Linked DNA regions of Arabidopsis thaliana: region 2 is linked to region 1. A link is a contact called in public capture Hi-C data. All regions are on one chromosome and are shown on one strand. Each heading gives the region's core, a stretch centred on a gene start, on an enhancer-like site or on the middle of the called end of the contact. The rest is flanking DNA. Distances are from core to core; before and after follow the strand shown. Region 1 holds the start of NRT1.5 (nitrate transporter 1.5). Region 2 holds the start of AT1G32780 (GroES-like zinc-binding dehydrogenase family protein).

The links. Capture Hi-C pulls out chosen DNA fragments and counts their contacts.
Region 2: a contact with region 1 is called in a capture Hi-C map of seedling, with 2.7 times the contacts expected there. The contact joins the promoter of AT1G32780 here to the promoter of NRT1.5 in region 1.

The regions. Positions count from the first base shown.
Region 1 is chr1:11,717,077-11,723,855 of TAIR10.1, forward strand. It overlaps NRT1.5 (nitrate transporter 1.5), which reads right to left and starts at 2,912. Exons shown (of 6, transcript NM_102980.4): 1 at 2,702-2,912; 2 at 1,882-1,996; 3 at 9-226. The coding sequence starts at 2,731.
Region 2 is chr1:11,868,780-11,875,558 of TAIR10.1, forward strand. AT1G32780 (GroES-like zinc-binding dehydrogenase family protein) reads right to left here and starts at 4,147. Exons shown (of 10, transcript NM_103012.4): 1 at 3,780-4,147; 2 at 3,532-3,668; 3 at 3,389-3,438; 4 at 2,947-3,299; 5 at 2,485-2,567; 6 at 2,295-2,370; 7 at 1,899-1,960; 8 at 1,687-1,782; 9 at 1,414-1,575; 10 at 973-1,326. The coding sequence starts at 3,816. The coding sequence ends at 1,198. It overlaps AT1G06617 (a long non-coding RNA gene), which reads left to right and starts at 4,495. Exons shown (of 1, transcript NR_139117.1): 1 at 4,495-4,701. It overlaps CID11 (CTC-interacting domain 11), which reads right to left. Exons shown (of 10, transcript NM_103013.3): 8 at 6,664-6,732; 9 at 6,530-6,591; 10 at 5,739-6,452. The coding sequence ends at 6,395.

The sequences.
Region 1 (6,779 bases), core at 1,662-4,161:
TTACTTACAATGACAAAAATGACTTGGAAGATAGCACAAGTCTTGTAACGACCCCAATACGAATCGCTGAGAAACGCTCCAACCAATGAGAAGATATAAACAGTCCCTGTCCATTTGCTAACGTTGTTAGCTGCGTCTGCGTTGTTCTGCTGCAAAACGCGAGTTAGGAAGAGCACCAAGTTCACTCCAACTCCAAAGAAGGCTAGTGTAGCCAGCCCCTGGTTCACTGTTAACCGGAAAATTAGATTAGAACCCGGTTTAGAGAGAGTTAACCAAATTATTATTGATTTGAAAGAAACCAGAATAGATGAAAGAATTGAATGAATGATTGTTAATAATTGTTCCGTGTTCGTCAAGATGATGTTAACATTTCTTTGGTTGGATTGTATTTAATGACTACTTCATTATTGTTCCACCTTCTAACGAAATCAAATAAAAAAATGATAATGAAATCTACAAATAACTACAATTTTAGCAAATTAAATTCTTCATGCGAAATACAAATCGTTAACTAATAATAATTATTAAAACTATTACGTGGACTCTACTAATAAATCATCAAACCAAAAAGAAAACCCACTAGAATCTCTTAAATTGTACTTTGTATAAAAATAAATGCTTTGTGTAATATTCTTAAAATATAATTTAATAGTAACATAATTTTGTAAAGCAAAATTTGAAAATGTTAGGAGAAAAATGTGAAGAAGTGGACGTGGCAAAAGCCAACGTCATGGGACGACGAGATGGGTAATTACGTGTAAGGCAACGTAATTCCACTAACACATGCTTTCCTTGCACTTATTTTAATTTATTAGTGTCGACTTTCTCAAAATAACTTTTTTTCCTTTTTTTGGTTAAATTCCATAAAAGTATCTTTAAAAAACCTAAATATCTATCTCCATATATAGAATCACTTACAAATCTGAATGTTTTCACTTTCAGTTATTTTCTAAATGACAAACTAGATCCATTAATTTTAACAAAAACACTCAATCATTCAGATCTCTTACATCACATTAGTTGCGTTTGAATTATTAGTATTTTGTTTTTTGGAGAAAATGATTGAAAAGTACACATATGTTTATTATATAATAACTATTTTTCATCATAAGTATTCTTTTTGCTTTACATAAGTACTATAATTGTTGGGATCCCTATAATTAATAAATAAAAAATAGCAAGAATTTATGGGAAATTTACTAGATAAGTCTGGAAATTCATTAATGATGCGTCCGTTATACAACAAAAAATTATATGCATTTGTCATGTGGTTGGGGTTTTTCTACCAAAACATGCAGCGTACGTTCGAACACATGGATATGTCTTGACACGTTCACGTAAAATTCGAAGTTAATTCTAGTTATTAATGTTGGTTCTATTGTCACTTTCCTAGTTTCTGATAACTTATTACCTCAAAGATAAGTATGCATATCAATCAATCTACACACTTTTAGATATACATCATATCGGTATCTAGTTTTTTTCCCTTGTCAGTTCAATTCATACGTTTTTTTGTCGGGATATATATCTCAATTTATACGCTACACATAATTTTATATACAAAATAATGTAAACATGTGTGTAGAAATATACAAATCATGTATTAAGCCATACTAATGATTTGAATCCATGAATTATATAGGGACCGGCACTGAATATACCTTATGCAAAGATGCTATGAGTTTGCATGTGGTATCTTTGAGAAAAGGACGTGAAGAACAAAATAAAATAAAATAAAAGATTCTATGTTTTAAGGTGTCGATCATATATTTTCCTCCGCTTTGGTTTATATTCTAGAGTTGATTTCTTAGCAAAACTATATATTTATTTCAATTTGATATATAGTTAAATTGTAATTTTGATTAGGGAAGAGAGACATACGAAGAATGACGATGCCAGCAACCCATTGGCCTGAGTTAGAACGAATAGAGGGACGACCATAGTAATCCACTGTCCCATCTCTTGTTTCTTCTTCTCCTTCTTTCTTCTTCATCGTCTGCATTTTCATTTAGTTAAATTTAATTAACTGATACACACACATCAATTTATCTATAAATATATAGAAAGATGCTTTATATGCCTAATTATCTACTAGTCTCTACAACCTTTTGTGCTCTTGATATGGAGAAGATTCATGAGTTCGATAGTTTTGTATTTTCCGGAACTTAACCAAAAACTAAAAACGTTTTTTTTTTTTAACTCTTACTTTTTGTATTGGCACGTAATTCTCGTTTCGTATACACAATTTTCAAGATCATTTGGAATCATTCTCAACTTTCAATGACAGCACTAAACGGAAAAATACTTACATCTATATATTTAAATTAAGAAGATTAGATATAATAGAGCTAATTAATTAAAAAGTATGGTGTATTAAAAAGAAATTTGAAGAAAAAGAAAAGATGTTGAGCTAAGTTTTTGCACATAAAGATCGTGACTTTCCATTGCACTAAGCATGTCCTTTTGATCATGCTCTTCTTGAGCCACCAAAAGCTTAGAAAGTTTTTACTATAACAATGAGTAACTTAAAAAGAAAATATTTCCTTTTGTAGTCACATATGAAATTCAAGAAACAAGAGCCTTAATCAGATAATCAAAATCTTATAAGGAAGAAAAGCAAAGGTCCATTACTTCAAACTCTGATTAATATATCAAAGAAAATAAAGAAACAATTGAAGGGACAAGCTTAAATATTACTTACGTCTTTGTTATAAATCTCTAGGCAAGACATTTTGCGATGATATATGATTATATGTATGTGAGTTTTGGCAAGAGAGTGATAACGAAATTTCTCTTTAGTTTTGGTGTTTTTTTTCTTTCTTCTTTTCGTAAGTGATATGAGAGAATTAAAACAAAGGACGAAGAAGGAAGAAGCAGAAAGCAAGTTCAAGCTTGGGTGTTGTAGAGAAGAGAATGTTGAGAATAAATAGAAGTTTGGAAGATGATTTGAACGGTTCTGATTTTACATGGGACACTCACATGCCCAATATCTATTTTTAATTGTTTTGTTTCTGAAAAAATACTTTAGCACGATGAAAAAAAAAGCTCAAAAGCACAATTTTAATTATTTAGGAAATCAATATTTGCATTTTCCACCCAATAATTTTGTTTTCTCTGGCGCTGAAAGGCTTCTTGTGCTTTCGAAACTTGGGGATGTGGCTGAGGCTGATGGTCGGAGGATATTTATTTATTTATTTTCGTAGCAAAACTTAAACGTTTGGTAGAAATAGATTTAATTAATGATTCTATAAATTTCACTACAACGGAAAATCCCAAAATATTTGTTGTTAGAAAAAAGAGGTACCACATTAAATTAAATAAGTACGTATAGACTGAAAAAATTGAAGGTTCGAATAATTTCTTATATCCAATTTAGATTTCAAATTCTAAAAGAAAAAAGAATATCTTTCTATTCCTGAAGTTACATTATATTTTATGTTGAACACTCGTGATCACACATGTATACTATTAATTGGGAAGCATTGTGTGAACTACAACATTGTAAGGGTAGTTTAAAACTAACTAAATGAATATTTTTGCATGGGTAATTTAGTAAATTAACAACTACTCCAACTAAATAAATATCTTCAATTTTTCTTTTTTAAAAAATGATTTAAATCAATAAATTAAGAAAATTTTTGGATTTTAGATTTGTAATTATCTAGAAAATGGTTTCAGTATATATTTAATATTTTAATTAGAATTTAAATGATATAAACGTTTAAAGTACTTTTTTTTTAAAACAAGTAATTTTCATTATTTTAAAAATATATCACTAAGCTAAATTTGAATTATATAAAAGAAAATATATTTTTAAACGTATTATAATAGTTACAAGCTTTTGAAATATTCATTATACTAGATTAAATTATTTATTTATTTTTAAATAGTAAAACAAAGTTTAAATACCAATATTTAAAAATTTTAATGCAAATATTCAAAATGAGAACCATCACTAATATGATTTTTTTGGCAGATCATTAATTGTATTCGAACAATAATGACTACCATATTTGCGATAATGTATAAGGATAAGTTTAATTTAAAAACATACCAAAATCGTTGAGATCTAATTTTAGCTTTAAAAAAAAATATTTTCGTTATCCTAAATTTAAAATATGTAATTCAGATTAGTTTTTTTCCAGTAAAGCTAAAATTGAATCCAAATTAAAATCTAATTTTATGTACAATCTATCTCTTATAAATGTTATGCATACATTCATATTGCCTCACAATCAATCTAGAATATTGATTCCTTAAAAAAATAGATAGAGATTCATATGTAAATTACTTCATGTTCTAATGATATTTATCTCCTAATTTTACTATCCATTTATGCGTATGCTTATAGATTTTTCTTTCAGGGTCAACATTAGATTACAAAAAACTAGCCGGGTGTTGGTCAATATTATACAACAGATAAAATTATGGAATTAACAATCAAAATATAGTTATACAATCTGAAACAATAAACAAAACAAATATAACTTAATTTATGTTTTAATTTTAACTAAAATCAACAAATTTATCAGTTTATTAAAAATAAAATAAAAATTAGCTTGTGGTACCCTACGTGTAAATCACTACGATTTCATGAGGTTGCAATATCAATTTATACAAATTTTGACTTTTAAAATATACTTTATATAATTATTGAAAGGTATACATTAAATATCGGTTTTATATACTTCAATATCATAAATTTATAAATCACAAATTATTTTTAAATATATTAATCCAAGATCTACCACAGGTCAATCCCTTGATTTTTAATATATTACAATAAGAATATTTAAAATAATAAAAATATTATTTAATTTTACGAAATGAAGTTATCTGGTGGAACGAGTTTGGGTTGATACTCATACGGGATGATAATCTACGAGTGTAATCTTAGAATTAACAATTTTAACACAATTATACAATCTTAAACACTAAACAAAAGAAACAATATTTACAAAACAACTATAACTTAAAATTCGAATTTTTAGTTACAAAAAAATCGAACAACGGTGTACCGCGGAGTAAAGTTTACATTATATCATCTAATTGATCAAATTTCAAACAAAATCAATTAATTTGTATATACATCAAACTAACAAAAATACACAGATTTTCCAAATATCTCTATATTATTCCGCAAATAGAAACAAATCTAACATTCGATTTACTATGCAAAACACAAATGAAATATAAATAATATAAATTAATAAAAAATTTAGTTATTGTATCATAAATAACACTATACAATTTTTCTATGCATATTATAATTTACACACTACAATATCTTTCACTAAAAATATATTCCAATACATTTTTTAAAATATAAAACCCGCACATATGCGGGGTCAGAATCTAGTTTATGTTAAATTAGAACGTTTATTTATTTTTATTGTTTTGAACACAGAACATATATTTATTTAAATGATAAATCCCATGATTAAAAACAACTAACTTTTTATTATTAGAAAACTATAGCATAACAGACAGTTTAAAAACAGAACTATTTATGTCATAGTGGCGTGGCTTAAATTTTAAGTTCATTTGTAAAACAATAGTTGCATTTGGTAACACACACCTTGTTTCTGGAAACGCATAGTTTTCATTTCGAGAGAGGACATTATTAAACTCTTAATATTTTTGGGCAAAGGCATATATATAAACCATTACTATACTTATAAATTACAGCACTACCAGTTCTTCATCACTCAAACTTAAAATCATATTACTAATTGTAAAGAATCTCTATCATTTTTGTAAAAGTTAATTTTCAAAACACAAATGTATAACAAGCTAGGTCATGACTAGAATATCACAAGGACGATAATATACAAATATATATATGATCAGTGGTTTTTTGGGATCAACATGTAGAGATTTCTACCGACAATATATCGTCTATGTACAACCTAACTAAACGCAAGCATGCCTTCAACTTTCTATACTTTCTCTTTGTTTAATTCATGTCTCTGGTGAATATATATATATATATATATATATATATATATTTTTTTTTTTTTTGTTCAAATGAATTTTGTTCTGTTAATGTTACTTTAAATCAATGACGTTGACATTACTTTCTCTTCCTTTTTTCCTTTCCTAAGATTTCGATTTTTCAGCTTTTGTTTTCAATTTTCCCTAGTGTGGACCAGAAAAACGAAATATCAAAATCATTAAGAATTAATATCGAATTGAAAACAGACAAAAAAACAGACTTGAACAGGATGGTACATATGCATTTATACGTGTAAATTCTGCAACCAAGTAGTTTTTCAATTATTTAGTTATCAGTGTCTTGGTTCTTAAATATGCGAGTCGATCGACATTTACTTTTTTATTTAGTACATTGCACAAAAAAAGAAATGAAAAGAGAGTTTCACTTTCACCACAACTATTCTATGACTTTCGTTTATTCAAAACAAGTAAAATACTAGTACATGATTATGAGTTAAGCAAGCCGGTAAAAAATATAATCGACTAGTAATCGACATGAGTGACCAGTCAGTAACCTTTTAGTTGATAAATTAGGTCGTTTAGACATTAATTAACTAGTAAATATTCGATTAGCCAGTGAATTAGTTTACTGCTTTATAGAACTACTATATATTTTTGTTTTGATCAAATAGAACTACTATATTATAAATGGGCATTTCGTTGGGGGAAAAAGATTCCCAAGATTTTTTTTCCTTAAACAGAATTTCTGTTAGATTTATACAAAAATTCCAAACAATACAAAGTATAACTAAATTGAGTAAACAATATTTAGTGGGTTCTTAACA
Region 2 (6,779 bases), core at 2,897-5,396, 150 kb after region 1:
ATTAAATATTCAAGAGAATGTTAAGGCTTTTACACTAAAGTTGATATATATTGAAACAAGAATATTTAATTTATCTAACATGTTAACTAAATCATTGAAGGTGCTCCAAAGTTGATGATCTTGCTGGAGCAAGTTAAGAGCTCACATCATTAGAAATCGTTATGTAGAAGACGGATGTGAGTCATGTGACAAAGGGATGAAACCGGTTTAGCTAATCTGAATCTTTGTTGGTTTTGATTCCTGCAGGTTTAGCTAGTTTGGCTCAAATGGTCGAATGGTTTGAGATATAAGAGAACTGTTGGGCTGGATCATCAAAGGAAAAGGTCGAACTTGTATGTTGTTGTGCTTAGCTTAAATTGTTATTTTGTTATACCTTATGAGGATTAGTTTGAGTTTCCGTTCAAGATTTTATCCCATTATCATATTTTGTTTCCTTTCAATTTTTAATCTCGCACCAAAATCCAATTAATACATTTGAATGTGATGAGTTGGTTATAGTTGCATATGGTGTGAGTGGTGATGCAGAAAGAGAGTGTAATATGTAATTCAATCAAATAACGTTTTGAATGATTAACGAATTAGTGCTAACTTAATAAGACATAGTCAATAGTTAATAATTAAGTGAAACTGCATTGGTTGGTGAAGCATAGCAAAAGTTTGGATGTCAAGCAATTCCGATAAAAGTATAGTCATACTGACGTAGTTACCCACTTTCTGCTTTTTACTTGGATTATAAAATATCCACGTAGTTAGTTATTTGAATAGTTTAGATACATACTATCATGCATGAGCAATATCTACGTAGAATTCAAATTAAATAACATTTTATAATACAAATCAGTAATACGACAAAACTAGATCATATAATATTGTGAGTTTTGGTTGAATAGAAAGTGACATCCACACGTAGTTGCAATGACTAATCAAATTCTTTTGACCTATAAGTTAAATTATGTAACAAGTCGCAAAAGTGTCCGTTTTTCTTGCTTAGCTTCTTCAAATGTGTCTTGTTAACGGCAATCATGTGACATATATAACTAGATCATTTTGAATATATAATCCTTCAGCACAAATAATCGCGTTATTGATGATGATGATACACATTTATAGGTAAGATAATATACTGAATAATGCAGTAAAATAAGTGTTTGTTGGGTAAATTATATATAGTGTAGTAAACTTTGTGAATGTGTAGAATCATCTCTTGAGAAGTTTAGAGATTTGAAGAATGCACCGAAGAGATTTTCCATCGCGAAGCAGCTGAAACGCATCGTTTATCTTCTCAAATGGAAGCTCATTGGTAATAAAAGGTTCCAATTTCACAACCTACAAATCAAAGATTCCAATTAATATCACTAAAACACAAAATTACTTCTTGTTTCTAAGATTAGAAATTAGAGACAAATTTCAGACCCCTTTCATGCATTGTTGGGCGAAATTTGGAAGCTGAGATTTGGGCTTGAAGCCACCAAACACAGAACCGGTGATTCTACGGCCGTCGAAAAGCTCCATTGGGTGAAGAGGCAATGTTCTTGGCGTCGGATAGATCCCAACAAGTACTGTCGATCCCCAACCCTATCATCAAAATAATGTTTCTCATTTCCTTCTTTATCAAGTAACTAAATCAACATCAAGTAAACCAAATTAAGATTTTGATCTCAATTCATAATATTATTATGGACTTACGACGTGAGTGGATAAAAAGGCTTCGCGAAGAACATCAACGTTTCCTGTACATTCAAAGCTATAGTCCACGCCTCCTCCCGTTATCTCTCGTATCATCTTTTTGTATATTGATCCATCGCAAATTCGCAATGGTTAAAAATTTTAGTTAACAATTTTTTTATTTTTTTTACAATTATTGATATTTTTTTGTTATAAGAAAATTGGTATATTACCTGATGTACTGGCTTAGTTAAGTCTTTAGGGTTTATGAAATCTGTTACTCCCATCAGTTTACCTGCAATATTTGATTGGAGTAATATGGTAATTATATGGACATAGTCGTAGATTGGTACGCTCCACAAAATCTAGTAAACCTTATAATCAGTCCATTTGGTCCTGAAAAATATCATTTTGTTTATGTTCCATTATGGCGTATAATTGGAAAGTTGGAAATTAAACTATTGCATTCGCATTCTTAAGTTATTTGCTTCACTACTTTTCGAGATGCTTAATTAGATAAGTGGAAAAGAGTTTGGGAAATTTGGTTTTATTTTCCCCATATCAACCTTAGTATGTAGAAAAAGAGCGAGAGCGCAATCGAAGCATTGGTGAAAAAGAAAGTAACGTACCTTTCTCAAATTTGGAAGCATTAGCATCAACACCAATGATCCTAGAAGCTCCTCTAGCTCTTGCACCTTCAGCAACCTTCAGTTCTCATTCATGAAATAAATATATCATTTTCACTTCATATATATAAGTGAAAAATTAATTTTTATCATACTTTGGATGCATAAATGGATTAATGAAGTTTAATCTTACAGCGAGTCCAACGGAACCCAATCCAAAGACAGCAGTGCTTTTTCCTTCCTTCACATTTGCAATGTTCCAAGCTGCTCCAACCCCTATTTTTCAAAACGACGTCGTAACATTAAGAAGGAAACACCTCATGAAACTATGCATGCTTCTTATTTTTACCACTTATGTATATACTTGAGGTGGTCAATGGACCACGACAATATGTAACAGTAAATTAAAATTTACTGTTACAGAGACAAATTGAAATAACTGCGTTTTTGAAAGGAGAATTAAATGTGTTTTTGAAACCAAGGTCCTATCTTCTCCTTTATTCCCTAGCTAGTCCCAAAACTCACTATGTTATCTCCCACAAAGGATATGATAATATATCATTTCTAAAACAAATAGCAAGTTCTCGATGTTCAAGACTATATGGACAAAAATCCAAGAATCCAATTGCTATATACGAGTAAATTAGTAACTAACCAGTTGAGACACCACAACTCAAGAGGCTCATTTGCTTGAGAGGAGAATTAGGATCGATCTTGACGACGCAAGCCGAGTCCAAGACAGTGTATTCGGTGAACGTGGAGGTGTTAAGGAAGTGATATATAGGTTGGCTTTGGCTCGAACCACCGTCCTTGTTTATGGTGGTTGAGAATCTCGTCCCTCCATCATTCACCATCACCCTCTTCATAGGATCCACATGATATCGCTCACAGAGATTACTTTCTTCTCTCTTACACACTTTACATTCACCACATTCTCCATTGAAAGTCGGAATCACGTAGTCTCCTTCTTTCACATCTTTTACTCCTTCTCCAACACTCTCTACAATCCTATCAAACATATAACCGAAACATAGAAAACATATTTAGTTAGCGACACTCATAGGCGGTTATAAAAGGGTTTAGATATCGGGATATACCCGACAGCTTCATGGCCAAGAATCCTTGGAAATGCTCGTTCAGCTTCGTTCTTTTACACACCAAAAATAACATATTTTTGATTAGATTACAATCAAGAAACATTGCAATTTTTGTACTGATTCGAGTATATATCCATGAGTACCGTGCCGTTCCAACATCCGAGATCGGTGTGGCAAATGGAGGAGTAAAGAATTTTAACACGGACTTCCATTTTCTGAGGAGGATCGACGCATATTTCTTGAATTACAAGCGGCACTTTTGGACCCCATACGACAGCAGCTACATGCATCACATACATGCATCATTACTATCATAATCATCATCATCATCATCATATGCATCAACAGCATAATGATAGGAAACCATCTCATTGGTGAGTCATTTACTTACCTTTACAAGTGATGACCTTTCCTTGAGTCTCCGCCATGTTCTTGATGCTTTTTTCCTTTTGTTATGTTAGATCTTTCTTTTATGAATGTAGCTCTATATATACAGGACTGAGATCTATGTATGTCTAAATATAGTCACATGTATAAATATCCAAATCGAGTCAATAATCCCGAGAGAGGTGGGTTTGATAAGATTGATATAACCAATCTCTTTACATAAACCATCGTAATGCGAATCTCAAATTCGGCGCTCCAGTCACCGGCTGATAAACGACCGAAAAATCGATGGTATCTTAAATTTTGTTTGTGCTCCAACTAACTTTATATTTCATGCAAAAATTTAAACTATACTATCTTCACATAAGATTTGTGAACTCCTAGCATTAAAGACCGTCATTGAATACCGCCAATCTTCGTGATTTAGACAACGTCACGTCAAATTTATGTACATTGTTCTAAAAATATTGTGTGTTTTAAACGTCAATGAAACTGGATAGATTTTCATTAAAATAAAATACAATAATTGCAAAATTTGGTAATGTATGGTGGAGAAAATAAGTGGTAGGTTTTGGCGGGGACTACTTACTTGATATTAAATGGCTTTCAATGGCACACCAATCACAAAATGGACAGAGTCTGGTGATAGAAATGACTAGAAAATGGTGATGATGTGTAATGTGTGTGCACCAATAGTATAAAGCCTTAAACCAGTAAACCCTCGTGTGGTTGCATTGTAATATCGGATTTAGAATCAAATACGTAAACTCGGTGCATAAAACACTTAAATTTTAGCTCGAATGCTTTAGAACATCTCCAATGTATTCATCTCTTTTTAATCTTATTATTAGTATTCTATTTTAGTGTAAGATATATAGTGAGACTTGCCACTTTTTTCCAAAAAGCATATCCTCTTCCGAAATTCGTTAAATATTCGAGGAAACTTAAATATCCGGTGTTCTAAAACAATTAAACAAGCTTTCATGTGAAAACGGTTGAAAGCTCATTCAATTAAATTTATTTTAGTCTCAAAACCAAGCATAATTATTTGAAAAGAAAAGATTAAAATTTGAATAGAAATGGTCTCTGTTAATGTGGAAAAACACATTTTGCGTGGATCTTCTAACTAACCGTAGGGGTAGCGAAATTAATATGAGCATCGTTTATAGGAATTAGGGAGCAAGGACTTGTGAGTTTTTGAACACAGTAATTTGATCTTGCCGTCAAATACGCAGACATTTCTTGGGTTTTAAGTATTTTTAAAGTTTAATAAGTTCAAAATATCCACAAATTCTAACAATCTAAAAAATAAATTGGAGACAAAACCGAACCGTTTAATGCATTCAACACCTAACACATTCAACATCTTTTGATAAGTGTATATTTTAGAACATACGCACGAATGTCCTAGGGGCTTCAGCCGAGACCAACAAAAAAAAAGGGGAAAAAATTGCTTTAAGAAAAGACGAATAAGAAACATTATTCTTAAAGGTTTTTTTTATCAAAATGTTTTTTTCTTAACCTTTATTTTTCAATTTGTTTGATAATAATAGGTCTTTTTTAATAGTTACTGCTTCTAAACCTTTTCTTAAGATAATATATAGTGATTTTATTCCGTAAATAAAAGTCTATAGTGATTTTAATATTTTGTTTAATAATACATAAAAAACATTAGGAAGTTTATAAAATTCAAATTGGATTGTTTAACCACCGAAAATCGAGTAGGTGAATTGGAATCGTACAATATTTAAAACGACGAATGTCTTGTATCTATCTCAATAATGTTTGGATGAATACTTGAAAAAAATTTCATAATGAAGATGTACTTTAAAACCTCATAAACTCTCATTCATATTTTGTTCAATTGTTGTAAAAAAAAAAAAAATCCCATATATGTACAAAAAGATTGTAAATGGTAGCTTCATACATTGCCTATAAAACAAAAATAACACACTACAAACTAGAAAGTAAAAACTCAGTCTCGAAAAGCACAAACATTGAGTAACCACCGTTGTACCTAGACCGCATTTCGTACTTGATGACGTCACAAATTAAGAAAACCACCAAAACATTTTTTTAATTATATTATCTCTCGAAATTTCCAAAGTTGACTTTTTAGATATTAAGAACTGACAAAAACAGCTGTTCTAAGTTGACCTGTTTTTTGATCTCCATATTACAACAACACAACCGCTTCTGTTGTCCTTCGGACAAAACTAAGAACATCAAATTTGATCCAAACTCTTTTTGTCATAAATCAATTTTTTATTCCGACAAAAAAAAAGAAAAGAAATCAGTTTTGACTTTCTTCGAAACCAATAACACACGATTGTAAAATTGTAACTGTACGAAGTAACTTCTGGATGTGTGATATGTTTTAAGCTCTTTTCTTTTTAAGAGATAAATAAAAACTCTCTACGAGGTTTTTTTTACCCAAAAGATTCTCAGGTAAAGGAAGAAGAAAGAAGCATCATCAGATCCCAGAGTTACATTTCGAAAACAAGAGATGAGAGATGCAGACAAACATCTTTACATGTCTGTGTAATGCTGTTTTTAAGACGACACAGCGATATATATATTGCGGAGACATGAGATATGTGAAAACCTGTAAAGCTAAGATCAATGCATTGGATGCCTCGGTGATCTCGGACGAACAGGCGTCTTTGAAGGACTCACCCTGTAGAATAACAAACCGTCATAAAACCGAAAAAGAGAACGAATTTGTGTCGTGAAGATCGGTTTTGTTTCACTGACCTTATAGGTAAAGAACCAAGAACAACTCCACTGCAGTTGAGAGCAGCTATTGCGCTTTCCGCCTGTGAAGATATAAAGAAAGACTACTCAGAATATGACTCAAAGAAATGTGTGGAGGTGTGTTCGATTATTACCATTACGAACTCTACAAAAGCAATACGAGTCGAGTGTTGATAATCTCCAAGCAGCCTCAGGCGATAAACCTGTATTAACAACAATCTAATTAGTGAATTATTGCACAAAAGAATAA